3 separate regions of the Sus scrofa genome follow, and regions 1 and 3 are each linked to region 2. The links are chromatin contacts, called in public Hi-C and HiChIP or PLAC-seq maps. All regions are on one chromosome and are shown on one strand. Each heading gives the region's core, a stretch centred on a gene start, on an enhancer-like site or on the middle of the called end of the contact. The rest is flanking DNA. Distances are from core to core; before and after follow the strand shown.

Region 1 (5,115 bases), core at 1,970-4,469, 160 kb after region 2:
GTGAGCTGTGGTGTAGGTTGCAAATGCAGCTCAGATCTGGTGTTGCTGTGGCGTAGGCTGGCAGCCACAACTCTGATTCGACCCCTAGCCTGGGAACCTCCATATGCTGTGGGAGTGGCCCAAGAAATGGCAAAAAGACAAAAAGACAAAAAGACAAAAAAAAAAAAAAAAAAAAAAGCTCTTAGAGGACTTCTCTCTACAGAAAGCCAAACCCCTGTCATCTACCAGCATTTGTGCCTATAGATCATATTTACTCCCTATTACTATGAGTGAACCCTGTGTGCTCCTAACTAAGGTCAAAACACAGTACGAAGTAAAACCATTGATGATGATATGGAGCTACCAAGAGCCCTGGCTACTCATCTTCTACCAAAAGCCTCCAGGCCATTTTAACCTACCTGTCTCTTGCCAAATTCTGACAGTTGTCCCTTCACCTTTCTCAACTCTGCCCTACCCCTCTTGTTTTTTCAGTGTTGGTCCTGTTCCAGGGAAACACAAAATGTGATTAAAACAAATATCCAGATAGAGTCAGAGATGAGTAAGCCAAGCCTCAGAGCAGTCAGAGCCTAGAGAGGGATGAGGGGGAAGAAAGGAAGACAGTGTGGGCTTTGCCTTGGACTGTGGTAGCAGCGGGTGCTCAGGATGGGAGAACTAAGCTTATGGATGAATGAACATAACCTTTGTTTTTTGGCTTTTTGTTTTGTTTGTTTGACCAGGATCATCTCATTGCCAACACCTGCCAACATCACACAGGCAGGGGAAGAGAAAGTCTCCGGGATTCAAGATTCCCTGCTCGCTCTATAGCCACAGTACCCATCACAACCCACTCCAGCTTTCTTCCTTCTGGTACTATCAACTTCCAACTAGTTGCAGCTGAGTCCATTTGAAATGCTGCATCCAGGAGTCTCTTTACTGCTTCCATGCCAGACTCTGTCTTAGTGTGGGTTTCTTTGGCACAGGCCTAGGAGCCTTACCAAACACTTCAGGTCCTTGATGGAGCACCTGGATGACCTTTCTGCCCTTGAGTCCGTCAAGACTCCTCCCTCTTCCCTTGGAAATCTACCTGTGAAGCATCACTCCCCCATCTCAGGACAGTTCTCCAAAGCTTACTTTCTTGACAAGAACTGAATGCCCACCCAAGTTCCCACAGGCCTCCTGCCATCAATCATTAACCCCAAATCCATACAGGGGTCTTTGGCCCATTGACCGAACAATGACCCTGACTTCAGGTGCCTGTCTTTGCTGACATTCTCACAAGCAGCCCAAGTGTTTTTTCTCATCCTTGTGTGACCTTCCCCACCTTAGCCTTTGGCGCCCCCCAAAGGGCAGCACAGAGGAGTGGCTTTGCTATTTCAAACCCCACAGGATGGAGAAGCAGATCTATGAAGTCTGTCCCAGGATGAGGTTAAATGTGGAGATGACCCTGACATCCAGAAACAGAATTTTCACCCCCAAATTGGGCTTTTCAAGACAGCTGAGCCACTGAAAGAGTCACAAAGATTCAGCAGGACTGATGACAGCTGTCATTTGCACAGTTTTCAGTCAGCATTTGGAAACCGTGGCAGTAAACAATTTTTCTCTAATATTTTTCTTATAACAGAAGCAATATTATAATTAAATTATTATAGAAAATTGAAAAGTACGAAAATGTTATAAAAGAAAATAAAACCAGCTCTAATTCCACTAAATGGAAATAACTACTATTATTATTTTAGGGTATTGCCTGCCTGTGTTTCTCTACTGATAGGCAATACCTTATTGTAGTTAATTTTGATACATATAATATGAATGGCCTATTAATATAAATAATTTAAATTATTTTTTTGCGAATATACTCTGCATCCTTGAGAATTCTAAAGAACAGTATTACATTTCACTATGTAAATTCTTAAATTTTTTTTTTATGAGTAGTTAGTTGGTATCTGACTACTCCTACAGAAAGGTTATGGTGCAGATTTTGAGGTGAACAGTGTTAAATACAGACCTACTTTGTATCACTTAACAGCTCCATGACCTGAGCAAGCTTGCTCAATCTTCTGTGCCTCAGTTTCCTCGCATTTAAAATGGGATAATTAATAGTATCTAAAGAGCTGACTGATGTGATAATGAAAGGAGAAAATGCTTAGACCCAGTGCCTGCATGCACTAAGTATTAAATAAAGGTCAGTTATCATTATTAGTGCCACCATCCTTGTATTACTCCATATGTATGAATGTCATACACATAGAATTGTAGCTTCCTTAAGTGCCAAAACAATAAAGAAATTTTGTTTTGCAGTAATTAGAATTATACTGTGAGATGCCAGAAACCATATCTCAAATGATTTTCTTTATAAATTAACATTCTGTTTTCTGCCAAATTCAATTCCTCACCTCCTGCAGGAATGCCCTTAGACATTCGGTGTACTGACCTTCTGGCCTTTGCTTAAATACTACCTGTTATGCTGGAGACTCGGCCACTTCTCCAATGGACAGAAACAAATAATTATCTCAATTTCACACTTAAAGTAGGATCACTTAGGTTTGCACTGTATTGGAAATAATAGGAAAACCAACTAAGCAGTGACTTAAATAAAGCAGGAGTTTTATTCCTCTCACAATAATGAGTCCACCTTATTTCCAGCTGTCCGCTCCTTCGTTCTTAGACTGTGCCTGTTCTGCAGCCCAGTTTTGGTAAGAAGTCTCCTATACCTCCAGGCAGTGCTTCTTCATCCCAAGAAGGGTGAAAGGAAAGCAGAAAAACATGACCTATGGAGTCAGCCCCTTTATAAAAAATACCCCCCAAAGCCTCACAAAGCAATATGCTCTTACATCTCATTGGCCAGACTGCTTCACTTGGCCACATCTAATTGCAAAGGTTGATGTCAAAGCTCTATGGGGCCACCCTGAAAAAAAAAACTAAGATAGTTGATGTTGGGTCAGTAAACAGCAGTGTCTACCACAAGAGTTTAGTCTATTTCCCCCTTTTATTCTTTCCCATCTTGAGAGAAGAGAAATCAGAAGCTCTGGGAACAGCTCAAAGCTCAAGGGACCAAATCTGACCCCTCTGGGAAGTAATGGGCTTAGGGGATGAAGTCAAGAACAGAGGAACCACTGAGAACAAACAGACAAAGCAGAGCTGGACTGCTGCTTCCCCTGGGAAAGGACTCTTAATAACGATACCGGGAGATTATCCAGCTGGTCTGGTATTGCTGGGAGGCTGGGAGTGGGAGAGGTCAAGTTGAAGACTGAAATAGAAACAGCTGTTGACCGCATTTGCCGCCCAAGGGGATCACTTGTGCACTTACAGTGTAACAGTTCCATTTGATCCATGCATGTGCAGAAATCACTGCTTCCTTCACCTTTTAAGTGCTTGGAATTATTTTTCCCATATAAGATTTACATTCACTAGGGCTACACATGGCTGTCAGCCCGAACCTATAGAACCACCACACCTGATACTAAACATATACTGCTTGCTTTCCATCCATCACCCTTGGAGTTTCATTTTTTTGTGAGTCTTATCACAGACTTAGTTCCGGTGCCAGGCCCTGGGTTGAAAACATTGCTTATTATATTATCTTTGTAATGGCCTTCACATGCATCCCCTGCTTCAACTATCATTCTTAAGCTTATTATCTGATGTAGCCTAGGACCTGACTATGTGCTAAGCATTGGAAATGTCACAATGAATAAGACACAGTCCCTATTCTTAAAGATGATATAGGAAACCTCACCATTCTTGTGGGTACAAGTCGGAGAAGTCTTCCCAGAGTCTAAGATGGATGAGTAGATAAAAGACCGAGAATTGATGCCAATAAAATTGTCCAAGATTTCTATGCAAAAATATTGTCTCTCTATTAAAGGGCATAAAACTGGCGAATGATAAATAAATGGAGTAATAATCATGTCCATGGACAAGAAGGTTCAACATTATAAAGTTGTGAGTTCTTTTACTTACATATGTATTTATTACATATGTATGGTATATGAGACATAAAATGGCATCACCCTGTACCTATTTAGTTTAACTTGGTTATTTTCTGTCGATTTAGTTTGGTTTTTTTTTTGTTTTTTGTTTTTTTTTTTGCTTTTTAGGGCCACCTGCAGCATATGGACATTCCCGGGCTAGGAATCGAATCAGAGCTATAGCCGCCAGCCTACGCCACAGCCACAGCAACCCAGATCCGAACTGCATCTGCAACCTACATCACAGCTCATGGCAACACAAGATCCTTAACCCACTGAGCGAGGCCAGGGATGGAACACGCATCCTCATGGATACCAGTCGGATTTATTTCCACTGCACCACAACAGAAACTCCCAATACTAGGTTTTTGTGATCTATTCATGTTAATAAATGTAGATCTAATTCATATGTTTTAACTATTGAATTGAATTCCCCTATATGAGTAAGCCAGTATATTTATTATTTCCCTACTGAGAGACAGTTACTTTGTTTCCTTTTTTGTTTGTTTTGCTTTTTTTAAATAAAAAATTTCCATGAAAAAAGTTTTCCAGGCACAATGAAGGGTATATCTAAAAACCAGAGTAAGACAGGTGACAACTGCATGTGGTTGAATTGGCCTGGAAAAGCATAATGAGAGATACGTAACAAGAGATAAAACTATAAACATGATGGTTGGGGACCAGTTCACAAGGGTATTAGGTGCAGAAACTCCCACAAGTACCTATTTGGCCTAGGACTTTCTCTGAGACTTGATTAGACCAATTTCCAATGGACATTCCCCCAGGACTGCATTTTGGCATCTCACGCTGGGCTGGTCTGGCAGAAAATTCGTTATCTGGCCCTTGAATGCACTCCTCCTGCTGCTTTCTTTCTTTTCTTTTTTGTTTGTCTTTTTTTTTTAGGGCTGCACCCGCCGAATATGGAGGTTCCCAGGCTGTGGGTCCAATTGGAGCTGCAGCCGCTGGCCTACACCACAGCCACAGCAACACGGGATCTGAGCTGCGCCTGCGACCTACACCACAGCTCACGGCAACGCCGGATCTTTAACCCACTGGGTGAGGCCAGGGATCCAACCTGCGTCCTTATGGATGCTACTCAGCTTTGTTTCCACTAAGCCATGACAGAACTCTTTTTTTTTTTTTTTTTTTTTGGTCATTTAAAAAAAAA
Region 2 (4,870 bases), core at 26-2,525:
TCCTAAAGGCATCGGTACTAAAATTAAGCGCCATGGGGAGTCAACTGTCAGTCTGCTCATCACTTCTGCTTTTTCTTACTTCCAGCGGCAGTAACTCAATGAGGGTTGATTTTCCATTTAGGCAAGGTGAGCAGAAAAGAAAAAAAGTATAAACCCCCCAAACTAGATATTGAACAGTGCTGCAACCAAAGCCATCAATCATTAATGCAGCTTTCCTAACCAAACAATAAATCCAAAAGATTTTTCTTTTTGCATTCTTATATTTATTGTGAAGTCAACTTTGAGGTAAAATGTATCAATAATAAAATGCACATCTTTTAAGTGTACAGTTCAATGAGTTTTGACAGATGTATGTGGCTGTGTAACCACTGTGCCAATCAAGCTTTTTCCACCACTCAAATGTCCCTGTGCCTCATCCAACCCATCCTTCCTTCCTCCACCCCACTCCCCTGCAGCCACTGCTCTGCTTTCAATTTGAATTTGTTTTTGCATTTAAAATCCTACCTATGGGTTTTGATTTAGGGGAAAGTAGCAATGTTCTGAGGGCACTTTCAGAAGCCCCAGGACCATGATTTTTGGAAATAAGGTGTTTATTCGATTCACAGAGAAAAGCCTAGAGTAACAAATACCTACCACAAATGCATTCATTGAAATACGTATTGAGTATGAGGCACTGTTCTAAGTCAGGGAGATCGAAAGAGAAAAAGATGAGGCCCATCTCTGCAAAGACAACCACGCCCATAAGGTCCCAATGCAGGGGGCGGGGGTGGGGGGGGGGTGTCGGATAGGAATGGAAAAAAAAGCCAGGAAAGATTTTTCAGGAAAAGCCGGCATTTTAACTTATGGATGAGGACACAGCACATGCGAAAACACAGAATTTTTGATGTAGCAGAAATAGGGATAGGGACCTGGAGCCTCCAGCAAGTGATCCAATGTCTCTGTAAAAGGTGACCATAACCGCACCTACCTCACAGGTTGTTCAGACTGAAATATGTGTGCACACCTAAAGCACTCAGAATGGTGCCTGCCACTCGGCTGGCTCTTCCAGGTACAATCCATAGCCCACGAGGCAAGAAAGAGAAGTTCAGGCCGCCACACAGGCCAGTGGGATTGAAGCAGTATTAACTAACCAACCAGCTAGGCATAGTCCCTCCCTTCACGCTCTGAGCTCTACAGAGAAGCAGATGACGAAACAAGTGGGGGTTAAAACATGACCTTGGCCACACTGTTCTAAAGTGAGACCAGAGGAAACATCTGGGCCCCAAAGCCAAACGGCACTGCCTCCTCCTTCCCCTTCTGGTCCTAATGATCAGAGCAGCTGTCCCCACAGGCTGGGAAAGGCCAGGTCACTAGGTGGCAGCAGGAACAGGGCATAACACAGGCCCCCAAGGAGGGGGGAGGGCGGGGGGGGATGGACACACAAGCCAAAGCAGGGCCTGTCCCTCCTCCATCCAATCCACAGCACTGAGAAAGGCCGAGGGCCCCATGGAAGACGTGAGATTCCAAGGAACAGAACAGTTGCCCCTCCCTTCCTATTACTCGGAGCCTGGATTCCACCCACTAGGTGACAGGGCTTGTGAAAACTTCGAAGAGAGGCATCCCAATCATAACTGCAGTATCACCATTATATTTAACCATTTTAAAGTGTATAATTCGGTGGAATTAAGTACATTCATAATGTTGTGTAAACCTCATCGCTATCTATTTCCAAAACTTTTTCAGCATCCCAGACAGAAACTCGGTAGCCATTAGGCAGGAACTCCCCACACTTCCGTCCCCCCAGCCCCTGGTAGCCTCTATTCTGTGCTTTGTCTCAATGAACTACCTATTCTAGGTACCTTGTGGAAGTAGAATCATACTGCACTTGCCCTTTGGAGTCTGGCCTGTTTCACTACAGGTGTTTTCAATGTCAGTTCATGGTAAAGCATGTATCAGAATGTATCCTTTTTATGGCTGAGTAATATTCCATTGTGCATTACTTTTAAAAGCTCCCCTGGAGCAGAGGGAATGAATTGGCAAGGGAAGGGAGGGCAAGGCTGGAATGAAGGCCGTGGGGGTGGAGTAAAAGGGAAGAGCAAACAAAGTGGACGTGGAGATTGGATGGAAGAAGAGAGCAAGGGAGGAATTGGAGAAAGATTCCCCCGTTTCTGTGTGGAGGTTACGTTTTTGAGGAATGCTGCTCCAATGAAATGCAGCCAGTGGTCTGGAGGTTACAGAGGAGGCCAATATGTTCTACATCTTGAAATTTTCTAACTACTGAAGTCTTAACTTCCACACGAAACTTAGACAACTATTGGGAAATATACTTTTATTTACATGAAGTTCTATCTCACCAAGTCCATTATTAGACCACAAAGAAATAGGTATTGTCATTAATAGGCCCTCTAGACAAATGGAGGTTGGGGGAAAAAGACGATGAATCACAAACTTTTAAGTTTATAGAGATTAAACCTGAACAGTGTTCTCATTCTTCTCACCTCTGAAAAGCTACAGTAAAATACTTGTAAAGGGTTATGTGGGGCCAGGCTAGAGCTGATTATTAGGTCATCACATTGTCAAATAAGGGCTTTCTCTAGGCCCACAGCCATTTCTTGCCTTGTAAATTCCTTCCTCACTCAACACCAAGCTGTGATGAGAGCATCAAGGCAGATTCACCAACTCTCCCTTTGTTACCTATTCATTGGAGCTCCTTCCTCCTCTGTAAACAGACACATGGTTACAGACTCATGAAGCGTGCTGAACACAGTAGAGGGTATACGGTGGGCCCTCCTTTACTACATGAAACCTGCATTAAAATGCACACATTACTCTCCCTAACTCTCTTTTTATCCAATTAAAAGAGTAATTAAAATAGACTTTCCAAGGAGTCCCAAATTGAAATGTGAGGCTGTCCAAATCTTTACATCCAAGACCGTGCACAAAGCATTTAAGCTGGCTGCAAGGGGAAAAAAATGAAGAGTTTAGGACATAACGCTCACTCTCCACTCTCCCCAAGCACCCTCCGAGCTAAAAACCCTGTAAAAATACAATTTCTGGGGCAGATAAAAAGCAATGATTCATTTTATTTAAAAATTTTACATGTAAATGACTTCTATTTAAAAAAAAAACTTTCTTGTTAAATATTAAAGCTTAAAGGTCTGGTCATCAGATAAGAAACAACTTACTTTCAAAATAGTTTTTTTTTTCAATTATGTAACCTTTTTAGGATATAAATACATATTCTAAATATAACATGTATGTGTGGGGATATATACGTGTCATGATCTATTAGTATATTTTTTATATATAGGCCACATAAGATCCAATTCATTTTTTTGAAACTAATAGAGACAGACAATTCTTAAGTCCTAAACTGGTTTTGTTATGGAATTATTGCAATTTTTCTCCATCACATCAAATACATTCAGTTTGGGGGGAAGCAGAATATTTACGTCATAGTTTTCAACAATTGATAGTCACTTAACGTCTGAACTAATCAGTAATGACCTTTTAAGAATAATTTCTACCAATGCCTTTTGTAATATCTTTTTAATTTTTTTTTTTTGGTTGGTATAAAGTCATTCTAAAGTATTTTGAATCTGAATAAGCAGGGAAGTTGGTATTACTCACAATATGTGGATATTCAGTTTTTTATTTAAAATATATATGTGTATGTACTTAAACTACTTAAAACATAAAAATATCTATCTTTATAGTACAAAATATTTTCCAAAGCTAGCTGTTCAGTTAAATAATTGATAAATCTTATTTGGTGAACACCACTACCGCAATTCAGAAAGACAAATATATTTCCCAAATAACCATGTACTACCCTGTTACCTTAGGTCTATTTAATCTACCAATAACTTACTGAGTTTCGGCTTTCATTTCAATTGTGAAAAAAATTCTCAATAACTTATCTTTCTTAGAAATATCATACAATGTATCTAAAAAATGGGAAGGTTATATTTTTTAAATTATCCAAACTCTTGTCTTTGAATTTAAAACAGTCTGATTTAACAAGTATTCATTTTGTAAATAGAAAACAAATTAGTCTTTCAGACCATTAAATAAAACATGGGATTTTGGAAGCCACCCTTATCTGAAGCCCACTATGTTAGGTCCTGCCTGATATCAAGAGTTTTCAATCACCAAATGGTAATTTGCTATGCCTAACACTGCTGAGCTTCTGTCAGTATGTTCTTATTGTATGAGTACCTATAATAACATGGTTTATCTATATCTGCTTAATTCAAGATATTTTTTCAAAGCGGGAGAAATGGTAAAGCGTATTTCAAATCTCTGTGCCAGTTACAGGATGGTAGCAAGCCTCCTTCTCTTCCTGGTTCTGTTTCTACTAAACTCAATGACTTTTATCAACAGAAAAAAGAGCTGTTTCCTTGTCTTAGGCATATTATGGCACTTTCCATAGAGACATAATAATAAAAGAGTAAAACAACAAATGCAGATTTAAATGAAAATAGATGTCTCACCAGCCATTAGCTGATGTAAGTCACGAGAATCAGATTACATTGGTTTATTGAGACAGCCAGTCTATTTCAGAAAATAATTCTCTAATGCTCTCCAGATACTGAGTAACTTAAAGTAAAACAAAGTCGAATTTAATGTATGTTAAAAGGAGGGAAGAGGTAGCAAAGTCTTCAAGAAATTCAAATCCAAGGTGATTCACTCACAGTGACCTTCTGCTACAGCTGCAAATTCAATCCCAGCTTCTATCAGAACTCCTGTCCTTCAAACGATCTAATTGTCACAATTCCTCCACTTTCCAGTCCAGCGGAATATCAATGAGACCACAGAACCAGACCCACACACAAGACCATTTCCTGAGGAAGTCCTCTACAGCTAACATCACTGAACATGAGTGCCGTCT
Region 3 (4,744 bases), core at 1,615-4,114, 210 kb before region 2:
CCAGAATATAGAGCCAAAGAGAATCTAAAGAGAATAGAGGATAGATTCTTCCATCTCTGACCAGACAAAACAGGGTTATCCCTGTCTCAGAAATAAGACAATTGCCTCCCTGAGAATTATGAGCCCCAATGAACAGCAGGAAAAGTTGTTTGGGGTTTTGGGATGCAAACCGTAACATTTGGAATGGATGGGTAGCGGGGCCCTACTGTACAGCACAGGGCACTGTGTGTGACTGGGTCACTTTGCCATACAACAGAAATTGAAGAAACATTGTAAATCAACTATACTTTAATAAAATAAATAAATAAATAATTTTTAAAAAGAAAAGAAAAGTTGTATGAGCAGAGGACAAAAGAGAAGAGGAAAGGGCAGCGGGAAGGTGTTGAAAACCTAGCTGGCTCTTCACAATTGGGCCTAGAATGGTCCCTGCTATGTGAAAATGTCCATTCCACCTGTGAATGTGACACATTAAGCCGCCCCCGATTATGGCTCTGAAGGAGGACACGAAAGAGAGGGGTTTGCTGGAGAGAGGGGATGTCTGGCTCAGGAGGCTCTGACAGGGGTGCCAACAGGGTAGAGTCAGGGCCATGGGGGGCTCCGGGTGAGAAAAGAGGGAAGAATAGAGACAAAGCTCACCTCCTCACTATTTGGAAGCAGGCTCTTACCCTTATTTTATTCCCACATTCAGGATAGAGCATTTGATAAGTAGCCAGGGGAGAGAATGGCCAGAAGGAAGTCAAAGCCAGGTGGAAAGTGAGCAAAGCCAAAGATTTTCTGTGTAAAATCCAGTGTTTCAAAACCTTTCCAGTAACATTTCAGGTCAGAGATCCGATTCTGCCCCCGGGCACTGGCCCATATCTTGGTGGACACAGCCATGTGTCAGGAGACCCTGTCCCTAAGTAATAGAGAGGAATACTATCAGTGACCAAAACAAAGATCTATTCTTCTCATGAATAAGACTCGGTGGCATTGGGGCCAATGTGGGTGCAGTTCTCAGGTTACCAGATGGCAGTCATTGCGCTGATGATCAGTTCTTGCACTTGTGCAAAATCAGAAACAGAAGACAGGGCTAGGACAGGTCCTCTTCTGGACCTTCCTCTCATCAAACCTTTCCTGGAAGGTCCCAGTAGACTTTTTATATTCTCATTGATCTGTACTACATGCCTTCCCTTAGACTAAAGACTGGGTCCAAATTCCCTAAGGTTCCCAGACGCCCATCTGATGTGTGCCCTAAATAGGTTACCCCTGCCCCTTCTTGCGTGGAAGATGGGGGCAGTGCTTTGGGAGGGTTTTGAGTTCCATTGTGGATGAGATCCCAGGGTAGACCAAGAGATGTTGGATCAGAATGGGGCCCCTGAGACCAGCATAAGCAGAAAAGTGCTGGGACTGCCAGTGGAGAGAAGAGCATCCTCCCCACATAGGCATCGTCTCCAAATTTAGCAGCATGAACGAGCCTTCCCAGAGGCTCCTTTGAAACTGTTAAGAAATTATAATTAGACTTTGTGCCTCTGCTAAGCCTTTTATCCCAGGAGCCCAGGACACTTCCCTGCATCGTCTCATTAATCTTCCCAACACCATTCGAGGCAGCCAGCACCTACTGTCATCTTTATTTTCAGGATGAAAGAACTGAGATGTAGGTACAGGTTAATGACCTGCTCGATGTCATGCTCCGTGAGTCACCAGCCACCTGGGGATGGGACCAAAACTGATTGGGGGAAGATAGCTACCCTAATCCATTGAGGATGCTGGATGGTAATGTGGAGGTCATTTACTTGCCCAGATAATGTGGGCCCTGAAAGGTGACCTCTTGGAAGAATGTCAGAGCTCTGGACAGAGAGCTTGCAAAAGGAGCAAATCTGAGCTGTGATTCACTGTCCTGGCAACCTTGGGCATGTCACTTGCACTTTCTGAAGATTTTTCCTTTTTAAAAATAAGAACAAAAAAAATAAAAATAAGAGTAGACAGAGTTCTCTTATGGCACAGCAAGTTAAGGCTACAGCGTTGTCACATGACAGCTTGGGTTCACTCCCTGGCCTGGGAACTTCTGAGTGTTGTAGGTGTGTCAGAAAGGAAGGCAGGAAGGAAGGAAGAGAGAGAGAGAGAGGAAGGGAAGAAGGGAGGAAGGAAGGAAAAGGATGGTCATATCTATCCATCTAATTTCTCAGCTGTTTAAAAGATAAAGAGAATGTTTCAAGTGAAGCCACCTTTGCTAGGACGTTGTCTAAAATCTAAGTCCATCAAGGGAGTTGGTAGAACCAACGGTAAAAAGTAGCCTGCTCCTCTTGGCTCACCATGGCAATCCTAACTTACGTTCAGACAATTATACAGGACTCGTCCCATATGACCAAGAAATTCCATTCTGCTATTCTATGTGCTATGAGCATATTTTTAGCACATACTGTGTGGAATATGCATTGCCGGATGCTGCCATCACTAGGATGTGACCCGTGTCCTCTAGGAAATACCGTTGGTTGGAGAAAGCAGACAAATGTACCACTTATTTCACTGGCAGGCAAAATGAAATAAGACAGACAACGAGGCCAAACAGGAGGAAGGTATCCGGAGAAGATCTGAGTCAGCCAGTGGGCTGGGAGGAGGTGGAGTGGGGAGTGGGGGCAGTGGGCAAAAGCTGAAACAGGAAAAATCCTTAGCTTTTCTTTTCCTTTCCCCGCATCCATCATTCTCTCCTCCGAGAAACAGGAAGTCAAGGTGATAGAGCAGCAGAGAACTGAAGGCTGTGTTTGCTTTGTTTACATCTGCAGGGAAGGATTTTTGAAGAACCTTTGCTCCGCGGGCCCTGGGCGCGCCTCTCTCTGAGGGCACTCTTACTTTCGGCCACAAGAGGGCGCTTCTCCTCCTCCGCGGCTCTTTTCTGGGCGGCCAGCGCCTCACAGCCACATCTTGCTGAGACGGGTTCTGCCTGCAACACCTGCAGCCTGGAAGCATTGCACCAACAGCTGGAAGACCGGGTCACAGCAGTCCCAGCTTCCAATATTTGATCGCTTTTAGATGAGCCTGAATAGACGTTCAAAAACAGTTAGCCTCCCATCAACAATGCATGCTAGAAGGACAACAATCCCTAGAAAATTCTCATGAAGTATTTTTGGAAAATTGTCTAGTATCTCTGGCCCTGGCAACAACATACCCTCTCTTCCAGACTTAACCAACTGACATAGCAGAACACTTGTCCTTCCCCAGGGGACATCCGGTTTGGTGCTAAGGGAACTCTTAATAAAGGAGGAGAGAGGGGCTTCCAGATCTGAGATAGACCAGAGAGGGAAAATAGTCACCTTTCATTTATTTTTGTTTTTTCAATTAATTGTTAAAATACCTGAAGGAAGGAAAACAATTCCAGCTGGCTCTGCACCAGACAAGAATTCCTAAATTGCACTAACTTGGCTGCTCCCCAAAGTCCCTTTGTTCTCTCCACACCCTGGTGTAAACATACCCACCCACCACCACCCTGTATTATTTTCTTAGCTCAAGTTTGAGTGTCCCGTGGACAGTGAAGCCAAACAAACTGAAACATCAGAGTTTGGAGCAGAGGAAGGTTTATTGCAGGACCATGCAAGGGGGTTCGTGCCCCCCAAAAAAAGCCCTAACTCCCCAAGAAAATTGTGAAGCTTTTTTAAAAGCCAAGTTGGGAGAGAGGAGGCAGTCACAGATTAAGCAATCAGCTTGTGATTGGGTGATGGTGAGATAATAGGGTGGTGTCGCAGGGGTTAACTTTATCAATCCTTAGGCTGTAGGAGGACTTTGTGCTTGCAATCTTCAAGTAGTTAATATCTTCCATTGTTTGGGGGTTCAGATACTATTGTCTAGGTACTTCAGAGAGGAGCTAAAGCTGAGATATGGAGGAAGGACCTGACCCTGAGAATGTTGCACAGGGTACTGACCTGTCCTGCCATTAGTTACAATACATATCCAAAAAATTAGAAAGAAAGTTCCAAGATAAGGCAGGATGAAACACTGACACCTGGAGTTCCATTGTGGCTCAGGGGGTTAAGAATTCAATGTAGTCTCTGTGAGGATATAAGTTCAATCCCTGGCCTTTGCTCACCGAAGGATCCAGCTTTGCCACAAGCTTCAGTGTAGGTTATAATTGCTTTTCGGATTTGTTGTTGCTGTGGCTATGGTGTAGGCTGGCAGCTGCAGCTCTGATTCAATCCCTAGCCAGGGAACTTCCATGAGCCATGGGTAAACAGAAAGAGAAGGAAGGGAGGAAGGGAGGGAGGAAGGAAGGAGAACAGGAAGGAAGGAAAAAGAGACTAATACCCAATCATAAGCCTTTCACTCAAAACCACACCCTCAGAATTAATGGAGGACTAGTTTGGTTTTGCCTTCTAAATTACTAATTCCATGATTTTGGGTTAGCCTCTGGATTGGAGTGGCTTTTTGGGTAGAAACAGCCTAAACTTTGAGTTGACAAGAACTATCACAGTACGTAAAAAACAAAAATGACCAGCATGCTAAAATTATGCCCTTCTCAGAAAGGAAGAGAAATCTCTGATTATGAAAAAGATTTTTAAAACCATCTATTAACTACATGGTAACACCAAAATAGATCTTGAATAATCTGAGAGATGCTTGGGCTAAAATCCCATAACTTGCTCCAGAATATTTGTCTAGCCACATGCCCCCAAATCCTGTTTATATTCATAGGTGCTATCAAAGGAATGGGTCACCATCATTACTGTCATCATAGGATGAGTGGTTTATCAGCCAGGCTGGCTTAGATGGGATA

The links. Hi-C and Micro-C count contacts between places; a contact is called where the count stands out from the background. HiChIP or PLAC-seq counts read pairs in DNA pulled down with a chosen protein or histone mark.
Region 1: a Hi-C map of skeletal muscle shows a contact between it and region 2, with 7 times the contacts expected there. The contact joins two enhancer-like sites. A contact is called at or near these places in 4 of 47 Hi-C or Micro-C datasets (embryonic fibroblasts, epiblast stem cells, skeletal muscle and 1 more) and 1 of 2 datasets of contacts at active chromatin or transcription factors (skeletal muscle).
Region 3: a contact with region 2 is called in an H3K27ac HiChIP or PLAC-seq map of skeletal muscle. The contact joins two enhancer-like sites. A contact is called at or near these places in 3 of 47 Hi-C or Micro-C datasets (heart right ventricle, psoas muscle and skeletal muscle) and 1 of 2 datasets of contacts at active chromatin or transcription factors (skeletal muscle).

Annotation. Positions count from the first base shown.
Region 1 is chr1:159,423,290-159,428,404 of Sscrofa11.1, reverse strand. No RefSeq gene overlaps it. Among named protein-coding and RNA genes, the nearest start is that of RNF152, 100 kb to the left of the region's middle. Within about 2 kb of position 3,219, at least 3 of the 83 cell types and tissues checked have an H3K27ac peak or open chromatin away from gene starts, as enhancers often do. A contact at or near this core is called in skeletal muscle, where this site is marked.
Region 2 is chr1:159,585,301-159,590,170 of Sscrofa11.1, reverse strand. The region is part of intron 1 of RNF152 (ring finger protein 152); the gene reads right to left. Among named protein-coding and RNA genes, the nearest start is that of RNF152, 57 kb to the right of the region's middle. Within about 2 kb of position 1,275, at least 5 of the 83 cell types and tissues checked have an H3K27ac peak or open chromatin away from gene starts, as enhancers often do. A contact at or near this core is called in skeletal muscle, where this site is marked.
Region 3 is chr1:159,800,136-159,804,879 of Sscrofa11.1, reverse strand. No RefSeq gene overlaps it. Among named protein-coding and RNA genes, the nearest start is that of CDH20, 220 kb to the left of the region's middle. Within about 2 kb of position 2,864, at least 16 of the 83 cell types and tissues checked have an H3K27ac peak or open chromatin away from gene starts, as enhancers often do. A contact at or near this core is called in skeletal muscle, where this site is marked.